Regions from separate parts of the Danio rerio genome. Here region 1 is linked to region 2. Evidence: chromatin contacts called from public Hi-C data. All regions are on one chromosome and are shown on one strand. Each heading gives the region's core, a stretch centred on a gene start, on an enhancer-like site or on the middle of the called end of the contact. The rest is flanking DNA. Distances are from core to core; before and after follow the strand shown.

Region 1 (6,682 bases), core at 398-2,897, 200 kb before region 2:
TTATATGTGCCGCATTGTCAATTTGTCATCTTTTCATTCAAAACCTGTAATCGATCTAATTTTTCCAGATCAGTTTTTTTCAATTACTTTCCCTATCATGTGACACCGATCTGTTAGGCCTTTATGTTTATACTTAAACTAGGACGATGGACACGTTCTTAAATAGTAATTCGCACTACATAGACGATTATTGGAAGCTGCGCCAGAGATGCCTTGAGACGGCATATTTTCCATTACATTAAAATTATTATTTTCACTCTTCGTTTATAAGAAAAAAACGACTGTTGGTTTTAGGCAATATATGTTTTCATTTCAGTTGGCGTTCAAGAAATACTCATAAATGGTAGATAGTGTGTTTCCATCAATTATTTTAAAATCAAGTAATGCACCCTTCATTCTGAAATCTCTTGCTTGTAATATGTGAGCATATTTACTGTACAAAACGTGTCCCTGAACTATGAGGGCAAAAGAATAAAATAAAATAATAAATTGTTCATTAATCATAATCAAGCCAAAATGTTCAATTAATCAAGATTTAGATTTTAGGGCAAATCCCCCAGCCCTAATAATAATAATTATTAGCTTCGCTTACTGTCAGTGATCCTCAAAAACTACATTTTGAGTAGCTTTTAAAAATACAGCAGACACCAAACTTGTATCTAAAGTATATATTTATATAATTTACCATTTAAAATATACAGTATTACTATAATTACTATAATAATGATATTTTTATTTATTTATTTATCATATTTTAAGTTCCCTCCAAGCATATTTTTTTAACACTGTTAAGATTATTCTAGGCTTAAATTTAAACTATTAGTAATATTTCACATTCAGCAGTGGTTCATACGCATATCTATCATTTATAAATAATAAAAAGCCTCAATTTCAGGGTTTACACAAGGAAAACAGCACTTTAACAAAGATATTTTTAAAAATAGTTTTACATAAGGTCTGGCAGTCCCTCTAGCTAGCAGCATGGGCTCATTTACATAAAAGAACGCCTACATACAGAATGGCTCTATATAATGTTTAACCATTTATTTAACCAGAACTAGTGAAAGATGGTACTGTATATCAAAATAATCAACGTCTGTTCATCTTCCTCTTTAAAAAATGATTAAAATTCAAACTTATAATACTTTAAAGAAACACATGTAGTCCAAGACACCTTCAGATAACGGTTTGGTGAATTACAGTATGCAAACTACAAGTATAGAATAGCAATTAAAACGTTTATAAAGGCAGTTCTTCTCAAAAGTGTTAAATAATGAGCTAATATTGTAAATACGTCAGTGTTTGATGCGCGAGAAATTATCCCGAAATAAACACATGCGCAACACTTCCCTCGACCACAATACAGCCTTATAAACTTCTGTATAAGACTTTAAAGCATATACAAACAATATAAGAGGCTGTAGTTGAGTAAATGTGAAGGATAATGTTCGAGTGATGAATATTTTATACAAAGTGTGGATTTACAGAGCTGACAGATTAAACCGCTCAAGATGTCAGTGGCAAATGAAAGCGAAAAGACGTACCTGAGAGGAAACGACTTTTTTTCTGACTATTGCTCCATCCCAAAGTTGCTGCGGCAGCGGTGAATTCTCGCACTTGCCTCGAGGTATGCAGAGCCTCTACCTCGTTACGACTGTCAATCAAACAAGTAGAGACAAGGCGTAAGCCCCGCCCACCCAGAAAGCCCCTCCCACTTGTAGCCCTCTGGCTGTCTCTTTCTGTTTTGACAGTCTGTGTGCATTACTGCCTTTACTCCTCTATCATTTAGCATGTTAATAATGTCAAGTCAGCTGTTCAGTGTAGAAAAAAATATATTGTATAGCCTAAGGTGTTTATTTTGATAAAAGGCAGGCTGATTGTACATTATGAATCATCCTTTACTACACTTTGCTACTATGCTAATAAACAAATACATGCACATTAAATATGAATGTGAGTTAGATTACTTTATCATCTTTCTTTTGTGTTCATGAAAAATAAGCGGATATAAAATTGCCAAAACAACAAATAGATTAGTGATTTCAAACAATAGCACTATTATGCATTCTTTCATCAATATTACATCCAGTTTTCAGCCAAACGTTTAAATTGAAGCTTGCATGAATCTGCATATTGTTTTAAATAAGCCCTTATTCTGAAGTCATGTTTTTGGCATATCTTTAAATAATTTATTTATTCAAATACAAGTCATTTTATAAGTGTTCCCTTATTATTTCATATCGGCCCTTATATCCTAACAAAATAACATACATGTAGTCATATGCAGGCTCTTTATCAGGTGTGAGCTCTCGTTTATAGCTCACCAATGACCAGCAGCGCGGGCAGTGGAGAGCTCATCTGAAGGTTTAGGGGAGGAGGACAGCTCTGTTGACTCTGCTGGAAGAGATGGAGAAAAGGTTATAGAACAGTTTTGTTGTCCTGCTGAAGAAACAGACAATTATGTAATTATTGACAAGTTTAATTAGTGCCTATTTGACTAATTCCTTCTCTATAAATTTAAAATATACTCTAATTATCTTAAAGGGATAGTTCATCCAAATATTAAAAAAAAGTCATCATTTGGTTCCCATTTACTTGTTTCAAACCTTTCAACACAAAATAAGATATTTTGAAAAAAATTATAAAACAAAAAAAAACTGTAACCACTGACTTTCATAGTATTTGTTTTTCGCCCACTATGGAAGTCATTGATTATGAAAATATCTTCTGTGTTTAACACACACACACACACACAGTATGCATACATATACAGTATATATATATGAGCAATATAACGAGTAGCAGTGCAAATTGGCTGTAGTTCGCCTTAGTGTTCCACCAGTGACATTATACAGCCATATCGCACTGCTACAAGAGTGACATTGTGTTTATACAACAGTTCGCCAGCATTATCGTATTAATTAAAAAAAGAAATTCAAACACAGAGTCAAAAAAAGCCTTTTGTATGAGGAACTACTTTCTCCCACCATTCCTTCACATCTGCAGCTGACGTCAGAACAGCAGAAACCTTTGCTACTACACCAACATCCCTTTACAGCTAGTGTTAGAATGATTTGCGTAATATCTAAAGTGATGATAAAACAGCTGATTTTGCTCACATTTTAAGATTATAAGGCTGAACGGCATGAAATGCCATCTGTATACAGAGATTTCACAGTATTTCTCTGTTGCAATTGGGATATTACAATAATTAACGTCAAAAAAGCCAAAGCAAAGCAAAAACACTATCAGAAACATTACCAGACTGGTATACAGTAAATACAACACTACAACATACAACAGAAAAAGATTGAATAGAAAAGTCACTTACCTGTTTTATAATGTTTTGATCAGCTTTAGTTTGTAATTACGTTGAGTTTTTCTGCCCTAAGGGCTTATTATGCGGCCTCTGTCACCATCTTGTGAATGGACAACATCAACCATCTTTGCTCTGCTTAGTATGACAGGCTGATGGATGCCGATGCGCTGTATCTCCGAAATTATAAATATCTAAAATAGGCAATGTCCTTATAAATGAATTACATAGTTGCAATCTAAACAACAAAATTCTTGACTAAAAAGACTCGGAAATACATTATGTTGTCCAACAGCTGTAGTAAGTTTAAATATCTGCTGCCTCTCTATGTGGGCGGAGTAATACACAAGAGTGAAATCATATTCGCATTCAATCATATTCGAGCCAATCATATTCCAGAACCAGACAAAACTGTTGTGTGTATATTTACAGTTGGAAGTCAGAATTATTAGCCTCCCTTTGAATTGTTTGTTCTTTTTTTAATATTTCCCAAATTATGCTTAACAGAGCAAGGAAATGATCACAGCATGTCAGATAATATTTTTTTCTTTTGGAGAAAGTCTTCATTGTTTTATTTCAGCTAGAATAAAAGCAGTTTTTAATTTTTTTAACACCATTTTAAGGTCAATATTATTAACCCATTTAAGCTATTTATTTTTTCGATAGTCTATAGAACAAACTATTGTTATACAATAACTTGCCTAATTACCTATAACCTGATTAGTTAACCTAATTAACCTAGTTAAGCCTTTAAATGTCACTTTAAGCTGTATAGAAGTGTCTTGAAGAATATCTAGTCAAATATTTTTTACTGTCATCAAGGCAAAGATAAAATAAATCAGTGATTAGAAATGAGTTATTTAAACTATTATGTTTAGAAATGTGTTGAAAAAACCTGCTCTCCGTTAAACAGAAATTAGGGAAAAAATAAACAGGGGCGCTAATAATTCAGGGGGCTAATAATTCTGACTTCAACTGTTCAGTATATGCATTCACATATATCCATTTACCAGTAACAATTGGGGAAATGCTAAAACATCTAAAGCAAAGAATATGCTTTAAGTTAAAAACCTACACTATTTGAAAGCAATTCTTCTATATCATGTGATATTTAGTTTCAACTGTGTATACAGTAATTTCAGTTTTACAAATTTTTGTTCATGACACAAAAAAAAAAAACATCTTCAAAAAAACTATAAATTGTTTGTTTTTTATTTGTGAGCAAAGCACTTTGAATGCACACAAGTAGACCAATCAAGATCATCTCCAAGGTCAAGATGATGTTCAAATTCATGCCACTTGCAGAGAGAGAGAGAGAGAGAGAGAGAGAGAGAGAGAGAGAGAGAGAGAGAGAGAGAGAGAGAGAGAGAGAGAGAGAGAAAGAGAGAGAGTATTATAAAGCTGTGTTAAAAAAACCTGAAAAATGCGTTTTCATAAGTTGAAGCAAAAGATGCAACACTTATGCACACATTTATACAGAGATGCTTTACAATTTAATAAACAGATTACTCAAACAGCTTACATTTTTCACTCAGAGATGACATACTGTATAGTTTTCATTGCTGAAAAACATTTGGAGCAATTGACCTGCTCTAAAAGCTCGTACTAACCAGTGAGAGATTTTTCTTTCCCTTGATGAATCCAAAATGCAGACAGCACATTCTGTAAATACAAAATGCCGAAATGTCCAAAAAGCATACAAAACATATTCACATTTTGGTTTTAGATGAAAAAATAAATTAAAAATATGTTGGCATTTTCTTCCTTTTTGACTCTCAAATTCACAACAAAAATAAATATTACACGTAAAAAAAACTGTCCCCATTGTAGTCTTTCGCAGTTTAAAGAAACACTCCACATTTTTTTGAAATACGCCAAATCACCTAGCTGAGTTTTACCATTATTAACTATATTTAATCTCGTGGTCTGGTGGGAGCGCCATTAGCTTAGCATAAATCATTGAATCTTTAAGAGTCTAAATTATCATATGCATTTGATTCTACGGCAAAACATGTCTTTTTTTCAGCAAAGAAGGCTCACACAAATTCTAAAGGCAGATACTGATTAGATCAGGACCTCTCTCCTGATCTGCAGGCTATCTTCTCTGGCTCTACTGCTCCCAGGCTTACTCTTTTTGCCTCTCCCTCTCCCTGTCTCTCCTTCTACTTCTGGTAACTTTATGTTTACATTAAAGCCGGGTACAATTATTATCATATGTTTTATCATTTCAGACTTTATCATTTCATACAGTTATTTTGTAATTAATTCAGTTGTAACCATAGAGAATTATTGTCATTAAATCATCATGAGGAAGACACAACAACGCCTCATCTTCCTCAGGCATCTCAGGAGGTTTGGAATGAGCCCCCACATCCTCCGCTCGTTCTACACCTGCACTGTGGAGAGCATCCTGTTTGGCTGTATCACCACCTGGTATGGAAATAGCAACAGCAGCAATCGCAAAGGCCTACATAAGATTGTGCGAACTGCTGGACGCATAGTAGGAGGTGAGCTTCTCTCCCTCCAGAACATCTATACCAGGCGGTGCATGAGGAAAGCCAAGAGAATTATCAATGACTCCAGCCACCCAAGACATAGACTTTCCTCTCTGCTACCCTCAGGCAGACGGTTCCGCAGCAAAGCTTCTTCCCTCAGACAATCAGGCTGATGAACACTTAACACACCACACACAGACTCTTCCATACCCCTTACTGCACACCATCAATATGTAGCATGCACTGCACTTTAACCCATCCATACTTGAAACAATACTGCCTACAACTATGTGGACACCTATTCATTCTACATATCGCTGTCAATTTTACATTGTCGTTGTATTTGCATGTCATCGTGTCTGTATTTTTTACTGTCTGGAGCCAGCACCTAAGCTTTTGACTCATCATAGCACACGTGCTGCTGCTGATGTGACAATAAAAGTGATTTGATTAGATTTGATCTCATTTTCAAGTATTTGTGAATTACTTTTGATTTAACATCAACACTGAATTGCTCAATATTGCAGAAGAATACAATCACATAATTGCAACGCTGTCCCACATTTTAAGCTATTAATACTGCCCTTATTTCTGTTTTTTGGTATAAGACTGCAGAATAATGATTTGACTAGAATGTAAAATTTTTTTACCATCATGCTGATTAATTTTTAGACACTCGGCAGAATTACAGTTCAAACCACTGTGGTTAAAACTCATCCTTACAAAAAAAAAATAATAATAAAATAAAGTTTAAATAATTTTTCTATTTAAAGATTGACACTTTTGCTGTAACATCCAATACCAAGACCAACGGAAAATTAAACATTGCTATTGTGTAGGCTGATATGGCCAGGGTCTATACTTACATTAG
Region 2 (6,632 bases), core at 4,053-6,552:
GTTATTTTGAAGAAAGCTGGTTGATGGTACTCATTGACATCCATAGTAATTTTAAGGCAAAGGTTCATTCACTTTAAGTAAACTAATCTTTTTCTACAAAACCACTTTCCAGAACTTTCACATTCACTGTTCCTTGCTGGTGAAATGATATTCATGAGACTGATACCAGCGACGCTCCAGGGACATACGAGTCTTCGCTGAGGCCATCTTCCAGCCCACCGCGGTGCCTGAAGCTCTGCACAAGACTTTTGGCCAGCGGAGAAATTAAAATGGTCGTGCCGAACTGAGTCTGGTTCTCTCAAGGTTTTTTTTCTTCACTCCTATCTGGTGAAGTTTTTTTTCCCTCTCCGCTGTCGCCACTGGCTCGCATGGTTCAGGATTGGTTGAGCTACGCATCGATGAATTTGCTCTTCAGTGTTTGAACTCTCAGTAATGATTAAATCACACTGATCTGAGCTAAACTGATCTGAACTGAACTTAAACACTAAAAACTGAACTACACTGTTCCAGTTACTATGACCATTTATGTAAAGCTGCTTTGACACAATCTACATTGTAAAAGCGCTATACAAATAAAGCTGAATTGAATTGAATATTCCCAGTCTAATATGGAATACTGAAATCCACTGCAATAGTTAACATATTGCTGAGTCCCCTCTCTCTGTTCTGGCCTTTACTTTTTCCAAATTACATCAGACTGTCTTTGTATTTATAACACTAACATATTATCTCTAATTGCTTGTTGTATTTCTCATTTGTAAGTAACATTAGATAAAAGCATCTGCTTAAAAAAATAATGAAAATTACCCCATAATTCACTCACCCTCAGGCCATCCTCTGTATATTTTTTCTCTTAGACGAACACAGTCTGAGTAGTTTTAATTTTATCCAGGCTCTACCACACAGTACAACAGTGTTTGATGGTGGCTTTTATTTTGAAGCTTTTAAATGTGCATAAATCCATAATCAACCAACGTCAGGGGGTTAACAATACATTATAAGGTAATTTTCGGGTTAACAACTACTTCAAACAAACTTAAATGATAAAAAATAATAACATGAACAATTCAGTCCCTTTTTAAATGAGCAGATTTAACAAAAATGTTCAGCGTGTCTAACCAGGAAGAAAAAAAATGGGCAGGATGAAAAATGCAAGACAGAGATAATGCAGCACTAGCCCGAAATAGCAAGAGACGGTTAATAAACTGACCTACAACTCTAACACATGTGCCCTAGACCAGCGGGCTGTCCTTACTGCTGAACTCTGCAGGTGCGAGTACAACTAAACTAGGTCAGTACCTCAAGCCATTAGCAACCACAAGATTCATTCTTGAACAGTAAACCATTTTTTCTGTGCGCATCAATAACTGTAAACAGTTGTGTCTGAGAGATATTGCAGAGTTTTCTTGAATTTGAAAGAAAGCCTCAATAGGAGTTTCTTTTCTATGCAAATCCCAAACAATCTCAAATTGAGGCTCTTTGAGAAGTAACAAATTATGCCTCTGTGGTGAGACAAAATAAGGTCTACTGATTATATTTCTTCTCACACACAGCACACAATTTACCCGTGGTTCAGGAGTTAGCTTGACACTTTAGGTTAGTGGGATCCAGTGCTCTTTACTATACAAACAAATGAGGTGCTCGGTCCGACAGCCTGAACTGCATTTACGACTGGCATGTAGGCAATTTTAGATCTACTGCAAACTCACAATTCATGCAACTGGCTGCTTGTCCACTTGATTTATCACCTTAATATCCAGAGATGCCTAATATTAGACTGTCTTTACAGTAGTGGTGTAAAGGTACACATATTCGTACCATACATCTTTCAAATGGGTCTTTCGGTTCAGTGCTCTTAAAGGGTTTTCATATTGGGTAGTTCCCCGAGAACTAATTTGCCCATGGATCATTTTCCTGATTGCATTGCTACTGATGGTGCGAACGCCAGAATGTAGATGGAATGTAGACATAAAAGGTATGTGGATGAAATGGAGAACTAAAACACCAGACAACTTGTAGTGCCACATATCATGTAGGCTAAGAAATGAACACAATGCAGTGGACAATGGCTTGAAGTAAATGGTATTAACGTTAGCTTTCTGTATGCTTATTCATTGTAACTCTTTAACATTTTGTGCTGGTGTTTTGTATGGAATAAATTCATCCAGTCAGTGTTTACTCGTATCACTGTAGTTCCTATTGTGCAGGGTTATACATTTGTATACCTCTGAAATAGCTATGATCTAATTTAGTTCCTCTAAAAGCCTTGCTAACTAAAACCTTTCCCAACCAAAAAGCAGGTATTTTCATCATTAGTTCTAGAAACTGTGAGAAAAGTTCATCTGGTCTTAACTTTTACATAGTACCACCAAACAAACTTTTGTTTTAATGCCTTAAATATTAAACTTTTTAGTTTTATCGTCATTTTAACCAATTTACTTTATTATGCACTAATATCAATCTTTTATGCTGCTTCATTTTGATGTAGAAATAAAACTTTACCAAACATTTTATATCCAATAAATCACAAGAAGCTTTGTTTTGCTCACTTTGATAAAAAAAACTACAAGTTCTCTCTCAAGTTCTGGTGATTTTATCAGGAAGATTAAATAATAAATTCCATTTTAACACATTTGACACAGCAGATTACTCTGGGCAATTTAATGAACACGATCATTCATCGTGTGCTAGAAATAAGCTTCAGAAATATGTTGGTTAACTTGTAGACATAATTCAATGTAGCCTTACAATTACAGTTAAACTTAGAACTATTAGCCCCCCTGTTTATTTTTTCCCCAATTTCTGTTTATTCTGCATATTTTTAAACATAATAGTTTTAATAACTCATTTCTACTAACTGATTTATTTGATCTTTGCCATGATGACAGCAAAAAATATTTGACTAGATATTTTTAAAAACATTTCGATTTCCTTAATCTGTTATTTCATTTGGGGAAAAAAAACAATATATTTATAATACATTTATAATATTTTGGAGCAATAACTCAAATAAATCATTGACTTTAGCTAACTTCATTTGTTTCAAAAACATTGATTTTTTTTTTTTTTTTTTTTTTTTACAATTTAAAATGGCATCTTTGGATATCTTTTTTGCTGGCGATACTGTTGTCTTTAAAAAAAGTAAATAAAAAATCTTACACATACCTCAGGAACAGTATAACAGAAGATTTTGATGGCTTTAAAACCTTGACTTTTCCAAACCACGGTATACCTTGAAAACTAAAATTAATGATGACTAAAAGGGATAGTACACCCAAAAATGAAAATTTACTCACTATTTTCGTTTCCATGAGTAGTTTCAAAACTTTTATGAGTTACTTTCTTTTGCAGAACAGAGAGCTGTAAACACTGCAAACAGCATGAATGCCAATGTTCCAGGTTTCCAGCATTCTTCAAAATATCTGCTTTTGTGTTTAGCAGAAATAAAAAAAGGAAGGCAAATAGTTTTTAAAAAATGAGGAGTGAATAAATAATGACAGAATTGTCATTTTCAGGTGACCTATTCTTTAGTTATTGTTTATGTATTTTTAAATAATACAATAAATCCTCCATGAAAGTAAATAATTACAGCTACTGGGAAAATTACTATAGTTGTAGGTCTGTCACAATAATCAGTATATCGACCTATCGCACAACAAATGGACATGATCTCAGTCATTTTTGGTGAAGCAGTATATATATCGCCCATACATAAAAAAATAAAATAAAAATACAACAATTCTAGCAACATTTTGGCTGATTTTGCAACATCCCTACCTCTAATGGAGATGTCAGTAAGGTTAAATAAACACTAAAGTATTTACTATAAATTACTATAGTATATATATAGTAGCAGATAGCAGCCCAACTTCTTACCTTACATTTTTTTGTTACCATTTATTATTTTTTTATTTAGGATATGCGTTTTCACTTTCTGACTCCACTGCCTCATTATCAAATTGTTTAAATAACTATAATTAAATGAAATATTCTTAAGAATAAAATATGATGTGTTCTTTGGAAGAATGTACTTGAATCGTGATCATATTATATTATATTATATTATATTATATTATATTATATTATATTATCATCTTGGCATTATATAAAGAATGGCATAAAATGGTCTTAAAATGACAATAATATAGTTTATAGCAATTATCAATTTATCGTACAAAAAAACATGGATATTGTGACCGGCCTATATATTTGACCCAAAAAAATAATTTTGTTTAGATGTGAATGTGCAATTTACATGTTTTGCTATTTTTAATACTGGTTATCTAATTGAATAGTTAACTGCAATGAAGGACTATAAAATATACTCTATTTTGCTTTCCTCCTGTGAAGCAGGTATTCTACCATACTTTTCTAGTCCGCTACTTTAGGTACTGTTCAAAATATTCAAGTATCTCCCTCAGACATTAACTTTAACTAGAGTAAAGAAAGAGTAACATCTCAGGTACATCTTCTTCCAACGGTATTTCAGATTTCCACACACAAACTGTTGTGCTTCAGACTACCGCACATCAGTCTGTTCAATTAATTATTTACAGTTGACTACCAGGTTGTGGCAGCTTTAAACTTCCTGTGTGATGCCCAATAAACCATGTCAAGACAAGAAGCTATGTTTTGAGACAAAGAATATTACACCCAAGATGCCCAAAAATGTTGTCAAGCATGACAGCTCTCTAGATTTCTGAGACAAAATCAATCAAAGTCACAAAAAAAAAAAAAAAAAAGTCTAGACAGGCTAGATTCTGAAACAGCCAATCACACCCATGGTACCCCAAAAAAAATGTTGTCTAGGTAGGCAGCACAGTCATTCATTCAGGCTACTATGCAAATAAGTTTGAAAAAGCATGAATGATTAAAATACTTTAATATGTACTCAATGCAGCTATCAAACTGAGTCAATTAAAAAAAGCCTAACGCATTCCTCATAACTTAACGGAGTGCAGAATAGCTGTTACACTAAATAAAACAACAAGGAAGAGTCATTTTAAACAGGTTAAAATCTGCCATTAGAAAAAACTGTTCACTATAAACACGTTTTTCCATCTAAAAGCAGTATATAACAGTTTAGACAGCTGCTTATTTCTTGCAAACAAATTAACAGCACGTTAACGTTAATAAGCCAAAGATTCTCGAGCTCAGAAACTTAGGCATATAAGAGTAGAGAAACACTTACCAAGAGACCAAAGGAAGAAATACTGGGTTACACTGTATCCGTTTTGACACTTTATGGAGAGCATAGTAAGAAGAAGCGCGGTTGGCAGCTCTGTGTATCCTATGTGTGCTGTAAAAGCGGAGTGTTTGCACTGCTTCTGTATCCACACTCTCTACTGTGCGAGCTGATCATCACACAGCTTTGTTTTGCGAAGACATTTCCTGTTGAACGCGCGTCTCGGCTGCGCCCTCTGGTGGCCGCGTACACGGGTATTACAACAAGGGGCAGTGCTTGTCGCTTGACATTAACATAAGCGCGATTAAAGGGCTTATTAAAGAGATAGTTCACCAAAAACGACACTTGTCATATTCAATTTATAATACAGGCATCTAAATAGTCTGTGGTTCTCTTTTGAAAGACTTTAAATTAGTAGTTTACAATAAGGTTGTATTAATAAACAAGACATTACAGTATTAATTCATGTTAGTTAACTTTAGTTTAGATCTTTATTGTTCATGTTAAAGTCACAGTGCATTAATTAAAGTTAACAAGCATGAATTTGATTTTAAAAACGCATTAGTGGGTAAAGGTAAAATAAATGCTGTACAACTGTTGCTCATCATAAATACATTAACTAACATTAACTAATGAATACATCTTGTAAAGTGTGACCAACATAGAATACAAAAATTTATTAAAACTCTGTGGAGAAATGAGACTTCTTCCCTCCATCTCTAAAAATAACAATAACACAGAGAAATATTTGACTTTTATGACATCAATTAAATACTTGTCAAATTTATTTTAATAAGTTGTAAAAGGCAAAAAGTCCAATTTCATTTTCCTTAAGGTTAGTCTCTTTATTTATCAGAGGTTGCCAGTCTTGCCACAGTGCAATGAACCACCAAATTAACCAGCATATGATTTCTACAGTGGATACCCTTCCAGCTACAACCCAGTACTGGGAAACACTCATACACTGCGGCCAACTTAGTTTATTAAATTCATCAATTGCATGTCTTTGGACTTTGGGAGAAACCGGAGCACTCGGAGGAAACCCACGCCAACAGAGGGAGAACATGCAAACTCTACACAGAAATGCCAACTGACCCAGCTAGAACTCAAACCAGCAACAGTGCTAACCACTGAGCAAACATGTCGCCAAGTCTGTCAAAAGCAGTCTTAAACTGCAGATTTTTTACACTTTCTGAGATATAGGCTATTTCTTTACTAGCATCAGTATATCAAAATTCATTTGAAGGATTTTAACCCATTGAATTTCTGTGTTTACATAATGCCACTGTTGTTGTTGTTTTATTAAAATATTGTTTTTTCCATTTACTGTACCCTATAAAGACAAGTCAGTCTTGCAAGTCAATGATCAGAAACCACATTAAATGTGATGCCATTTGTGCAATGTCACTTTTTAAAAGAAGATAAGGAATATCAATGCGGCACGGTG

The links. A called contact is a pair of places that touch in the nucleus more often than the background predicts.
Region 1: a contact with region 2 is called in a Hi-C map of an unstated tissue, with 4 times the contacts expected there. The contact joins the promoter of frya here to the promoter of b3glcta in region 2. A contact is called at or near these places in 2 of 18 Hi-C or Micro-C datasets (caudal fin and an unstated tissue).

The regions. Positions count from the first base shown.
Region 1 is chr15:34,382,939-34,389,620 of GRCz12tu, reverse strand. It overlaps frya (furry homolog a (Drosophila)), which reads right to left and starts at 1,647. Exons shown (of 61, transcript XM_073923799.1): 1 at 1,545-1,647. It also overlaps a transcript of rxfp2b not described here.
Region 2 is chr15:34,190,228-34,196,859 of GRCz12tu, reverse strand. It overlaps b3glcta (beta 3-glucosyltransferase a), which reads right to left and starts at 5,302. Exons shown (of 15, transcript NM_001302251.1): 1 at 5,192-5,302. The coding sequence starts at 5,255.